Regions from separate parts of the Sus scrofa genome. Here region 2 is linked to region 1. A link is a contact called in public targeted proximity ligation data. All regions are on one chromosome and are shown on one strand. The core of a region is the stretch at or near the end of the contact, and the rest is flanking DNA. Distances in the headings are between cores, read along the strand shown. Region 1 has its middle 55 kb from the start of PELI1. Region 2 has its middle 28 kb from the start of VPS54.

The links.
Region 2: a targeted proximity ligation map of alveolar macrophages shows a contact between it and region 1. A contact is called at or near these places in 1 of 47 Hi-C or Micro-C datasets (alveolar macrophages) and 1 of 2 datasets of targeted methods (alveolar macrophages).

Annotation. Positions count from the first base shown.
Region 1 is chr3:77,682,499-77,688,026 of Sscrofa11.1, reverse strand. No RefSeq gene overlaps it. Among named protein-coding and RNA genes, the nearest start is that of PELI1, 55 kb to the left of the region's middle.
Region 2 is chr3:77,824,911-77,830,645 of Sscrofa11.1, reverse strand. No RefSeq gene overlaps it. Among named protein-coding and RNA genes, the nearest start is that of VPS54, 28 kb to the left of the region's middle.

The DNA of each region.
Region 1 (5,528 bases), core at 1,352-3,851:
AGTTCTAGATATAAAAATAATTTTTAGAGTTTTACCAAAATACAATCCAAAGGTAAAATTCATTCAACAAACATTTATTGAATTCTTTCTAGGTATAAAACACTGCAGTAGGCGCTGATGTACAGAAATAAATAAACATCATGCCTGCCCTTAAGATGCTTATACTCTTGTGTGTAATGTTGTGTGGTCATTTGTCTGGGCCTGCCTGGGGCAGTCTTGGTTTATACCTGTTTTTCCAATGTAATGATACATAACACTCCCTTTCATTCTCAAAACTGTCCCAGTTTGGATGACAAATTGCTTATACCCTAGCAATGATATTTCCCACTAGATGATACTTTTAAAATACTTGGAATTCTTGGGTATAAATAAAAAGTACAAACAGCAAAGGTGCAAAGAGTGTACTGACACACTCATTTTGGAATCACTATTCCTGTCACTGTGTCAGCTGAAGTAAGTTCACTGGGAAAAGTGTGGCATTTGGTTTTACATTATTTTTAAACATGCAACTACTGCTCAATCTCTATTGAGAGAATAAAATATAGTGGCTAGAAAAGTTAAGAAGTTGAGAGAAAACGGTCACAGATAGACCCAACGGTATGTATCATACACTCAACTCCAGTTTTGTAGGAGCCAAAGGCGCTTGTGGGGGCAGGGAAGTGTCAGGTGAAGCAGACAAAGCAGTGGTTGGAGGCATTTGGGGTCACAAGCCTCTGATCTTAGAATTCAAGGTGGCGTCTGCCTTTCCCTCTCTTGGACTCTTTTGTTCTCTATCCCATTTCTATAGGTACTGAACTCACTGGTTTTTAAAGCTACCTGCAATGTGTTTTATGGAAGGTTGGTGTCTGCAGAACTTCTAAATACACATCATTTTGTGTACTGTTGTCTGAATATGTATACGTACGTATTTTGATATTGAAGACAAGCTATTTTTAGTTTCCTTTTGGGTATGTTTGGAGAAACTCTTAACTGTTGCTATGCTGCTATGGAAACGGTATCCACGTATACTGACATGTTTACAATTGTTTAAAACACTATAAACTTTCCAGGGCAAAGGCAAACAGCTCACTTCCATCAAAGTTGTTCCCTGGTTTCCTTTTTTATTAGTTTATTTATTACTCTCGGATCCATGTTGGAATCTGTTTCATCTGTGCTTCTATTAAAGTGCTGTTTTTTTCTCATGTGCATCATCGTTTAATTGATTTCACATTCGTAACTACAGTGGCACTGAAGGCAGATGAAAAGTTTACCCTGAAATCAGAAATATTCCTTGGTCTTGCTAGGAACTGAGAATTAAATGCCCCCTAAGGTCGCAAACGAAAAAATGGAATAATGCCTCTTGAAGGTATATTGACCAACTATCTAGAATTATTTGCAAGTGTAGGGGAGTCATTTAAATGTGACTACTGTAATTATTGTGTACACAGAATAAATTTAAAGACTAGTCTAATTGCTTGGAAACAAGCAAACCCAAAAAGGAGTTTTCTGCCTTACTCCAAGCATGACGAAAGGTAGGTGGGTAAGAATCTTTACAATTTTTGGAAAAAGAATCTTAACAAAGCTACATGAATTGAAGCAAATAAGAACCATGTTTGTTTGGAAGTACTAGGAAAGTGATTTTTAGCAGGGCAGTTTTCTAGGAGTCAAAAAGTATTTTAAGGTGGAATCTGTAATTGTTAACCATATGATGGTGGGTTCTGACTATGGGAAAGGACACACACTCTATCAGAGCATAATATTTTATGGGATTTTAAACCCAGAGTACCTACTCCTTTAAAAACTTCTCTTTTTCAAAATTCATTATCTATTTTGGGTAAGTACACAGTAAAAAAAAGTTTTTGCTGTCATGGAGTCAACTTTCCTCTCTTTTCTACTAAAATCTCATTTTTGTCATCTTCCTGAAATGGTCATTTTAAATCACAGATTTAAAAAAAAAAAAAAAAAAAGTGGGACTGGGAATGATTCGCAAAGACCTGGTTGACTGGGGCCTCAACTGCAAGTAGAGATAAGGGAGGCATAAGCCAAGAGTTCCCACTCCCACCCCCACCCCAGGCCCCTTTCCCACAATGTTTATACACTTTCTCTGCTACCACTCATCAGCGGATATTCCATTCTAAGCCCTTCAAAGGACAAGGTTTCTGTGATTCTTTTTTCTTGTGGGAAGGATTCCTCCCCGCCTCTTGGAGCTTAGCAGCAGCTAAGAAATGTGACCCCAAGGTCACATTCAGATTAGAACTCAGTAAAACCCGATGGGTTTGTTATTGCATGGCTCTAAAGGAAACACAGAATGACAAGGGTAGCTAGCTAGTCCACCATGGGCATGGAGAGTGTTTACAGGAGGGCCCGATGGGAGGTGAATCTGGCTTAGCAGCCGTTCACGTCAAGGGGGAGGGCGCTGCATTCATTCTTCCGGGTTGGAAGCCTGGGAAGAGTGGGTGTCAAGTGGCTCTGGCAGCTGGGTCCCTTCAGGGTTGCCCTCAGGATGAGGATGAAAAGGGGACAGCAGGGTAGGAGCAGCAGTTGGCTTAAGATAGAGCCCTCCCCAGGCAGCCGCTAATTGGCTTAGTCCTTTCAGTTTTCTCTTAAGAAGCAGATTTCCGGTTCTGTTCTGTTGCCTCTGAGGGGATTTCCCATATTAACCTTCTCTAAGCTTTCTTGAGGGACTGTTTTTGAGGGCTGGTGGGGAATTTCCCCCTTCTGACCAAACTGTTGCTGGGAGAGATTTATTGCTGATCTTCATCTGGGGATTTTCTCACAGAGCTTTGCTACTTCCTGTTTCCCAGGAGTCTCTGCTCTCTGGGAACTGAAGAGCTATCCGGAGAAGGGGACAAACAGGCGTTAGGAAAAAGAGAAGGAGGGTGTATTTGATACAGTGGTTCTTGTCTCCCCCCTTCTAGTTCTTTGCTAGAGTGATGCTGGACTTGAAGATCAGGCCCAGGGACCTTGCTGAGGGCTTCAGCTTGATTGCACTAAACATTCCACAGGAACTTGGGTTGGAGAGCAAAATCGCAAATCACATAAATGGTTGGTTAAATAGAATGGCTCTCCTGGAATTTCCGTTGTGGCGCAGTGGAAATGAATCCTGACTAGGAACCATGAGGTTACAGGTTTGATCCCTGGTCTCGCTCAGTGAGTTAAGGATCTGGCGTTGCCCTGAGCTGTGGTGTAGGTTGCAGACATGGCTCAGACCCTGCGTTGCTGTGGCTTTGGTGTAGGCTCTGATTCAACCCCTAGCCTGGGAATCTCCATATGCTGCAGGTGCGGCCCTAAAAAGAAAAAAAAAAAAAAAAAAGTATGGCTCTCCTGTATTGGGAATGGATAGAAACTCCGATGTTAAAAGAGACTATTAAAAGAATCATTACCCCTTTTACTTAGTGATAATGCTCTACCACTTCTTGAGTGCTTTCTGTGTGGCATGCATGGTGCTGGGGGCTTGGCATACTTTTCTCATTTGATCCTGACAACCTCATAGAGAAGTAGGCCTTGCCAAGACGCATTTAACAGATGATCAAATCAAGGCTCTGAGAGGTTAGGCAATTTAGCCACATTTTCCTGGCTGGTATTAGGAGAGCTCTAATTTTACAGAATACCAAGGTCTATGGTCTATTTATTCAGCTATAAATTTGTTCCAAACTTGATATTTGTTTCATAGGGTCTTCTTTAGGTGCACAGCACAGCAGTGAGGAGGACCGCGGGTAGAAGCAGCCCCCCTCACCAAACCAGGATTGACAAATATTTTAGGGACAGTACTGACAGTCATTAGCTTAGCTCTGTACACCTGCCAGGCCCTTTTGCTGTACGTCCACTATCTTTACATCACCTGGAAAGGGATGCTGCTGACCTGGGAGTAGGAATCAAAATATAAAAGAAACTCTAATCAAATCAATTAATTAGCTCTTTCTCTCAGAAAACCTTCTATCCAACCACTGCTTTTTACTTTGCTATTTTCTACCCTAGCTTTGTACATTTTATCAAGGTTCTTAGAATTCTCCTAAGGATGGGTCCCAGAAGATCTCTGGCCCTACTCTAGCCCTGGGAAAACATCATTCTTGATTGCTCAGAAGCTAGATCAGTGTCTGTGTGGGCATACTTGTGTGTGCATTTTCTGGTGGGTATGGGCTTCTCATGGGCTATATTAGCTGCAGTTGACATTTGCAAAGTTCTCCACATATTTTCAGTTCCACATGGAAGTTATGAGCAAAGGTGAGGGTGTTGGTGGCAGCCCCAGGTCGGATACGACAGTTCCTGGGAATTCCCAAGGAACGGAATGCACCTGCTGCATTGCCGCCCCTTTCCCACTGCACACTTCCCTGTCACTCCTCCTCTCCGGGGTCTGTAGAGGAGGGCTCCAGACCTTACCTTCTTCATCTAAATAGGACTCTTATAGCCACCAACTGTTGAGCGCTTACTAGCTACTGATTTATTTACCTGCATTAACTGCCTTGATCCTCACCTATAAAGGTAGACAAAATGATTCCCACTTACTTTTCCAGTGAGGAAACCAAGGCCCTGGCAGGCTAATAACTGGCCCAAAGCCTCCTAGCTAGTTATCTGAGGGACTGGAACTCAAATACTGGTCTGATTCCTGGACTTGGCTTTGTTGGGGGAGGAGGGACTAAACTTTATTTATTTATATTGATACAATATTAGTTTCAGGTGTACAAGATAGTGATTTAATATTTTTATACGTTATGAAATGACCACCAAAATAAGTCGTTACCATTTGTCACAATATAAAATTGTTACATTGATCACATGCCTTATGGGTACATTATAACCTTGTGACTTATTTATTATACAACTGGGAGTTTGTACTTCTTAATCCCCCTTCACCTATTTTGTTTGTTTCCTCACCCTCCTCCCCTCCGGCAACCACCAGTTTGTTTTCTGTATCTGAGTATACTTCTGCTTTGTTTCATTTGCTTGTGTGTATTTTTTTTTTTTTTTAGACTTCACATAAAAGTGAAATCATATATTTGTTTTTCTCTGTCTGACTTATTTCACTTAGTCTAATACCCTTCAGGTCCATCCATGTTGTCATAATAGCCATTCTTTTTTACGGTTGAGTAGTGTCCCATTGTATATATGTACCACATCATTTTTATCCATCCATTGATGGGCACTTATGTTGGCTATTGTAAATCCATATCTTGGCTATTGTAGATAGTACTTCAGTGAACATAAGGACATATATATATTTTTGAATTCATTTTCTTCAGATAAATACCCAGAAGTGAAATTGCTGGAGGGTATGTAGTTCTACTTTTAGTTTTATAAGGACCCTCCATATTGTTTTCCCTAGTGGCTAAACTGGTTTACACTCCCACCAGCAATGCATGAGGGTTCCAGTTTTACCACGTCCATCAGCATCAATACTTATTGTTTCTTGGTTTTTTTTTTGTCTTTTTGATAACAGCCATTCTGACAGGTGTCAGGTCGAACCTCATTGAGGCTTTGATTTGCATTTCCCCAATGATTTCTGATGTTAGGCACTGTTTTATGTTCTTGTTGGCCACCTATGTGTCTTA
Region 2 (5,735 bases), core at 3,051-5,550, 140 kb before region 1:
AGTATCTTTTTTGATCCACCTCCTAGAGCAATGAAAGTGAAACCAAAAATAAAGCAATGGGACCTAATTAAACTAAAAGCTTTTGCACAGCAAAGGAAAGCACAAATAAAATGAAAAGAGCACCCACAGAATGGGAGAAAATATTTGCAAATGAAGTAACTGACAAAGGGATTAATCTCCAAAATATACATATGCTCATGTAGCTCTATATCAGAAAAACAAACAACTCAATCATAAATGGGCAGAAGGTCTAAACAGACATTTTTTCAAAGACATACATATGGCCAAAAGGCACACAAAAAAATGTTCAATATTACCAATTATTAGAGAAATGCAAATCAAAACTACAATGAGGTGTCACCTTACACTGGTCAGAATGACCATCACTAAAAAGTCTGCAAACAATAAATGCTGGAAAGGATGTGGAGAAAAGGGAGCCTTCCTACTCTGTTGATGGAAATGTAAACTGGTGTAACCACTATGGAAAACAGTATGGAGTTTCCTGAAAAAACTGCAGTATGATCTTGCAATCCCAGTTCTGGGCATATATCTGGAGAAAACCGTAATTCAAAAAGATACATGCATCCCAGTGTTCATTGATGCTATTTACAATAGCCAAGACATGGAAGCAACCCAAGTGTCCATCAACAGATAAATGGATAAAGAAGATGTGGTATATTTATACAATGGAATATGACTTGCCCATAAAAGAATGAAATAATGCCATTTGTAGCAACATGGATGGACCTAGAGATCATCATACTAAGTGAATTTAGTCAGACAAAAACAGCTATCATAGGATGTCACCTATATGTGGACTCTAATTTAAAATGATATAAATGGAGTCCCTGTGGTGGTTCAGTGGTTAACGGACCCAACTAGGATCCATGAGGATGTGGGTTTAATCCCTGGCCTTGCTCAGTGGGTTAAGGATTCGGCGTTGCCGTGAGCTGTGGTATATGTTGCAGACACAGCTTGGATCCTGCGTTGCTGTGGCTGTGTTGTAAACTGGCAGCTGTAGCTCCGATTCAATCCCTATCCTGAGAACATCCATAGGCCGTGGGTGACGCCATAAAAAAATTAAAAAAAAATAAAAATGTGACCTGTATGTTCCATATTGACTTACACTCTCCATACCCTTTGATTTCAGCAGTAGTATTGTTACACCTTAACCTATTTTAATTAAAAAGATTTTAAAAGACAGATTGATGAAAATGATGTGCTGAACAACTTATCTAAAGACATTGCAAATAAGTAAAAATTCTTTTGGAAATCTATTTAGTAATCTATACCAAGAGATACTAAGTTTGTTTATACCAGAACTGTTTTAATGTTTGATCTCATATTCTTATTCCAGATAATTTATTACAAATAATTTACTTACATATCAAATATTCGCTGAGTGTTTACTACATGCCCTTCACTGCAATGGATGGCGAGTTAGAAGGTAAAAAGTACTTTCCACAGAGATATTTATTTCAGTATTAACTCAGATGAAAAACTTGAAAACTAAATCTTTAACAACTAGGGAGTAATTACATAAATTTTGATATAACAACTCAAAGTAATAGTTCAAGACATTATAAATGCTGTGTAGATTACAAAATTGTATATTAAAGGAATTTTTTTAAGGATTTTAAAAAAAACAGTAGATGCAGAAAAATGAAATAAAGGCCAGGGAGGTGGAATTTTAAGTATTTAGTGTTGTTATAATATTATAGTAGATAAAATTTTGCTGTAAAAACGTACTCAAAAAGACACACACACACAACCTTGCAGTGGCATCGGGTACGATAAAGGTTCACTTCTTTGACTATTGATGCAACTTTCAAAAAGCCTTCTCTTATACCAACAAAAACATTTCTGCCCTTTCCTGCCTCCACAGCCTGCTTCTTCCTGCCTGTAAATGCAGCAGGAGACGTTGGGCAGTAATCCAGAGCTCTCCTGATTTACAGTGAGGAAAATAGTTTCCTGAAGAGGTTGGCAAATGTTATGCAGACATTTTACAACCGCATCAGTGTTATCAGTGGCCTGGGTTCTACAAAGCTGAACCTAGCATCAAGGTATCCTTCTTTCAGCTAATTGTATGGATATTGGACTTTTAGTTTAATAAATGTCATCTGGGTTATATTTGGGTTTACTCAGTGTTGGGATCCCTAAGTAACCCTTTAGGTTTGGTAAATTCCCAGGTATAAAGGCATAATTTAGGGAGGGAAGAAGAAGGGGTGATCATGTTTTGCTAGGAAGATAATAGCAAGTGAAATCTCCTCCTAAAAGTGTGTGGAGGTAGAGGACAATAGCAAGGGGACGCTGAATGTCATCAGGGTTGGGGTGGAGAGTGAGAAGGGCAGAAGGGAGTTTTTTTACAGAGAGAGTGCAAGGCTAAGGGGTGCTGTCCCGCAAACTCCCAATTTTTATTTTTCTCTCACCCTTTCTCCTATCAAAGACTTGCCAGGGGCTGTGAAGAACAGATAAATATACACAGAACTAGAAGGACTACGGAAGCAATAAGCCTCTTAACAGCAGAGATTTTATGAAGGTTACCATGAGCTAATTTGAAAAAACAGTGCTGCTGAATGGGGAAGAAGGGATGCTCTTCTATTCAGAGTTAGAATGCTGCCAATTCCGTCTGGGCACTGTTGATATGGATGAGTGTGCTTCTTTGCCCTATGTCAAGGAATTAAGAGGTGTGCCTCTTGGTTTGCCCTCCTGTTTACACTCTTGACATAGTCAGCTGGGGTTGTGCATACATTGTTTTGTATGGAGGAAGTGGCTGTTCAGTGACCTTGGAAAAGCCCAATGCCAATGTATTACAGCAGGTGGCAGCCTTTCCCTGGGAGAGAAGGAAGAGTTACCTAATGCAAACTTGCTTTTGGTTTTCTAGCTTTCCTTTGACGTAAGTGTAAGATGATTTATCTAGGGCTTGAAGTTAAGATTGGCTTTATAACAGAGGAAAGAGGAGCAGGGACATGGGCTCATGAAAAGGGCATGTGGGCTCACTTCTGGGACCCAGCCCCTATTTACTGGCTCTGAGTTACTCAGTGGCTGCCCTCAGGGAGCCTGACAGCTTTGGTCTCAACACCAACAGGTATGGATGAAGGCAGCGACCTGAGGCTCAGAAGGGGCTCCGAGCAAGAGGCACAGGGAGGAAAAGAACCGACCTAAAGACAGAATCAGAACAGATCAAGAAGCAGTCTGCTATATATTGTGAGGAAGAGCATTTGATCACAGAATTGTCCCCTTTTCATTCCAGATTTGTAAAGAAACCTTTTATACTAACCTGCCAAATATCTCTTGAAAAGCTTATTAAGTTGTTCTCATTCAGGTTTGCATGATGCACAATGGAAAGCCACACTTGGCTGAGAAGCTTGACACTATATACACTCAGTTTGTTTCTATTTTCTTAATGGTATGTTTGTATTTTATCATTTATCAAGAAGGAACTATGTCAACTATATTTCAATTAAAAAAAGGTTTTTGTCAAAAGATGTTATTCAAAACAGCGCGAATGAGGAGAAATTTGCTAAAGTTGCTACAGATGGATTTGCCTTGTGCCTAAAGGCAATTACTATGATGAGATGGGAGTAGGAGCAGACAGATATTAAGGCACTAGCTTTGACTAGTTAAATTGACTGAAGTTAAATGAAATTAAAACAAAAAGTTCAATCCTTCAGTTGCACTAAACACATTTCAACAGCACAATAGCTATATTTGGTTAATGGCTACCAGGTTGGACAGCATAGATTATTGACCATTTCTATGATCACAGAAAGTCCTAGTAAACAGCCCTGGACTAGAGAAAAAAATGGGGAGTGCTGCCAAGTGAAAAGGTGGGTGATCAAGAACAAATTCTCCATGCAATACTATATATTGTAACGATAACTCCTAGGCGTGGCAGGAGTTTCAAATAGAATAGTTCACATAATCCTCAAGGCCATCTACGACCATAACAACACTGCTGCTGACATTTGTGGAAACCCTACTGCAGGCCGGGCACTGAGGGCTATGTTGTAATAACTCATTAGTCTTTGCAAGAACCCAGTGAGGTCTGTACTGTTATTGTTCCTGTATTGTTCCCCAGATGAGAAGCCTGTGGCAGAAAGGGGTTTCTAACTTATCTGTGGTTACCTGGTTTGTAAGGAACAGCTGGGATGCAAACCCATGTTCTTCTGGGTTGTAATAATTAGAGAAACGGAGTAAGCCACTTTTACACACCACTTTCCCCTAAGACTGGGCCAGCTCTTGGATCCTCTGTCACATAATTGTCTTTCTGGGAGAAGGCTTTATGCCAATTCTGAGAGAGGAACAATGATGCCCTCCCTGCTTGTCAGGATGTGAGCCACTTCCTTCCCCCCAAAGCAGATAGGCTATCTGCCCAAGGGAAGTTGGTTTCTCAGAAGCGCACCCTTGTAGAAATCAAGTCCATTTGCGTGAAAATTTAGAAGTAAAATATGTTTATATAAGATTGATGTGTATACGAGAAAATGCTGTTTTCTCCAAGTGGTACAATTATGGAAAATATTTTCTTTTTGCTCTTATCTCTGTTTTGTTCAACACATTTGCTTTATTTTGTAACTTTTCTACATGAATGTGTGTAGTAACATTTAAAAAATCAAAACCAGCATTGTAAATCAACTATTCCACAATAATATTTTTAAATTTTTTTAAGAAGACACGAGATTTCCAAAAAACTTACAAGCAAAAAATCCAACACACACATGCACATGCACGCACACACACACACACACACACACATACACACACACAAGCAGAGCCAGATACTACATCATAAAGATTTTTAATTGATTAACAACATTTTAGGTTTTTGATAATATAGGAAATACTTCAATACTAGCCAATCAATTACATTTAATTGTGTGCTAAATATCACTGTAATCAATAGCAGAGGAAGTGTTCAACTTAATTATAAAATTAAAAAGGGAACTAAACATTGCTCAGGTACTCACTGTTTCTCTGCAGATGGGGACTCAGCAGTTTCGTGTCAGTGGCCCTGCAGACGCCTGTTTTATGTCATTCAGTTCAAGGTGAAGCAGCGTCTGGTCCATAAAACAAGAACAGTCTGTGAATCATGCTATTGCTTCTTATCATCAATTAGCACCATATGGTCTTTGAAAAGTAACAAACTTGGTGTAAAGAAAGAGAAAAAGGAACCTTTCAAGTTATGGTATAGATGTGTGTCCTCTTCAGGTCAGACGCGTTATGTAGGAGAGTCATTACTGAGTGTGTTGTTGCACTGGAGATAGAGGGGGAACAAAAGAAGTCAAGAACTGGCCAGTAATTTTAAAGATTTTTTTCTCCTATAAAATCCTAAGACTTTGGTATAGTTTTACTCTAATAGGATGTCTTTACATAGTTTTAAAAAGTTATACTCTTTAGAGTGTGTGTACATTTTAAAGTTAATTTTTTTTAACTAAATTTGGGATGCTGCTAAAGGATCTCTTGATAGAGTCTTAGTTCAACCTGTAGTGAGCCCACCATGGACTGATAGCCAAAGGAAAGGGTAGCCAAAAATGTTTTCAAATATCTAACTGTCCTGAGTGAATACAGATTATAGAATCATTCACTTTCATGGCAAAGTAAAAGAGATTTCTAAGTACAAAATATAATGGACTCAGAGGAACGATCAAGTGATAATGTGGCATCAGTGCATCAAATAATTTACTCCTTGTTCCCTCACTTCCCCACCTCTTAGGCTTCCATTTAAAAGAGTTCCT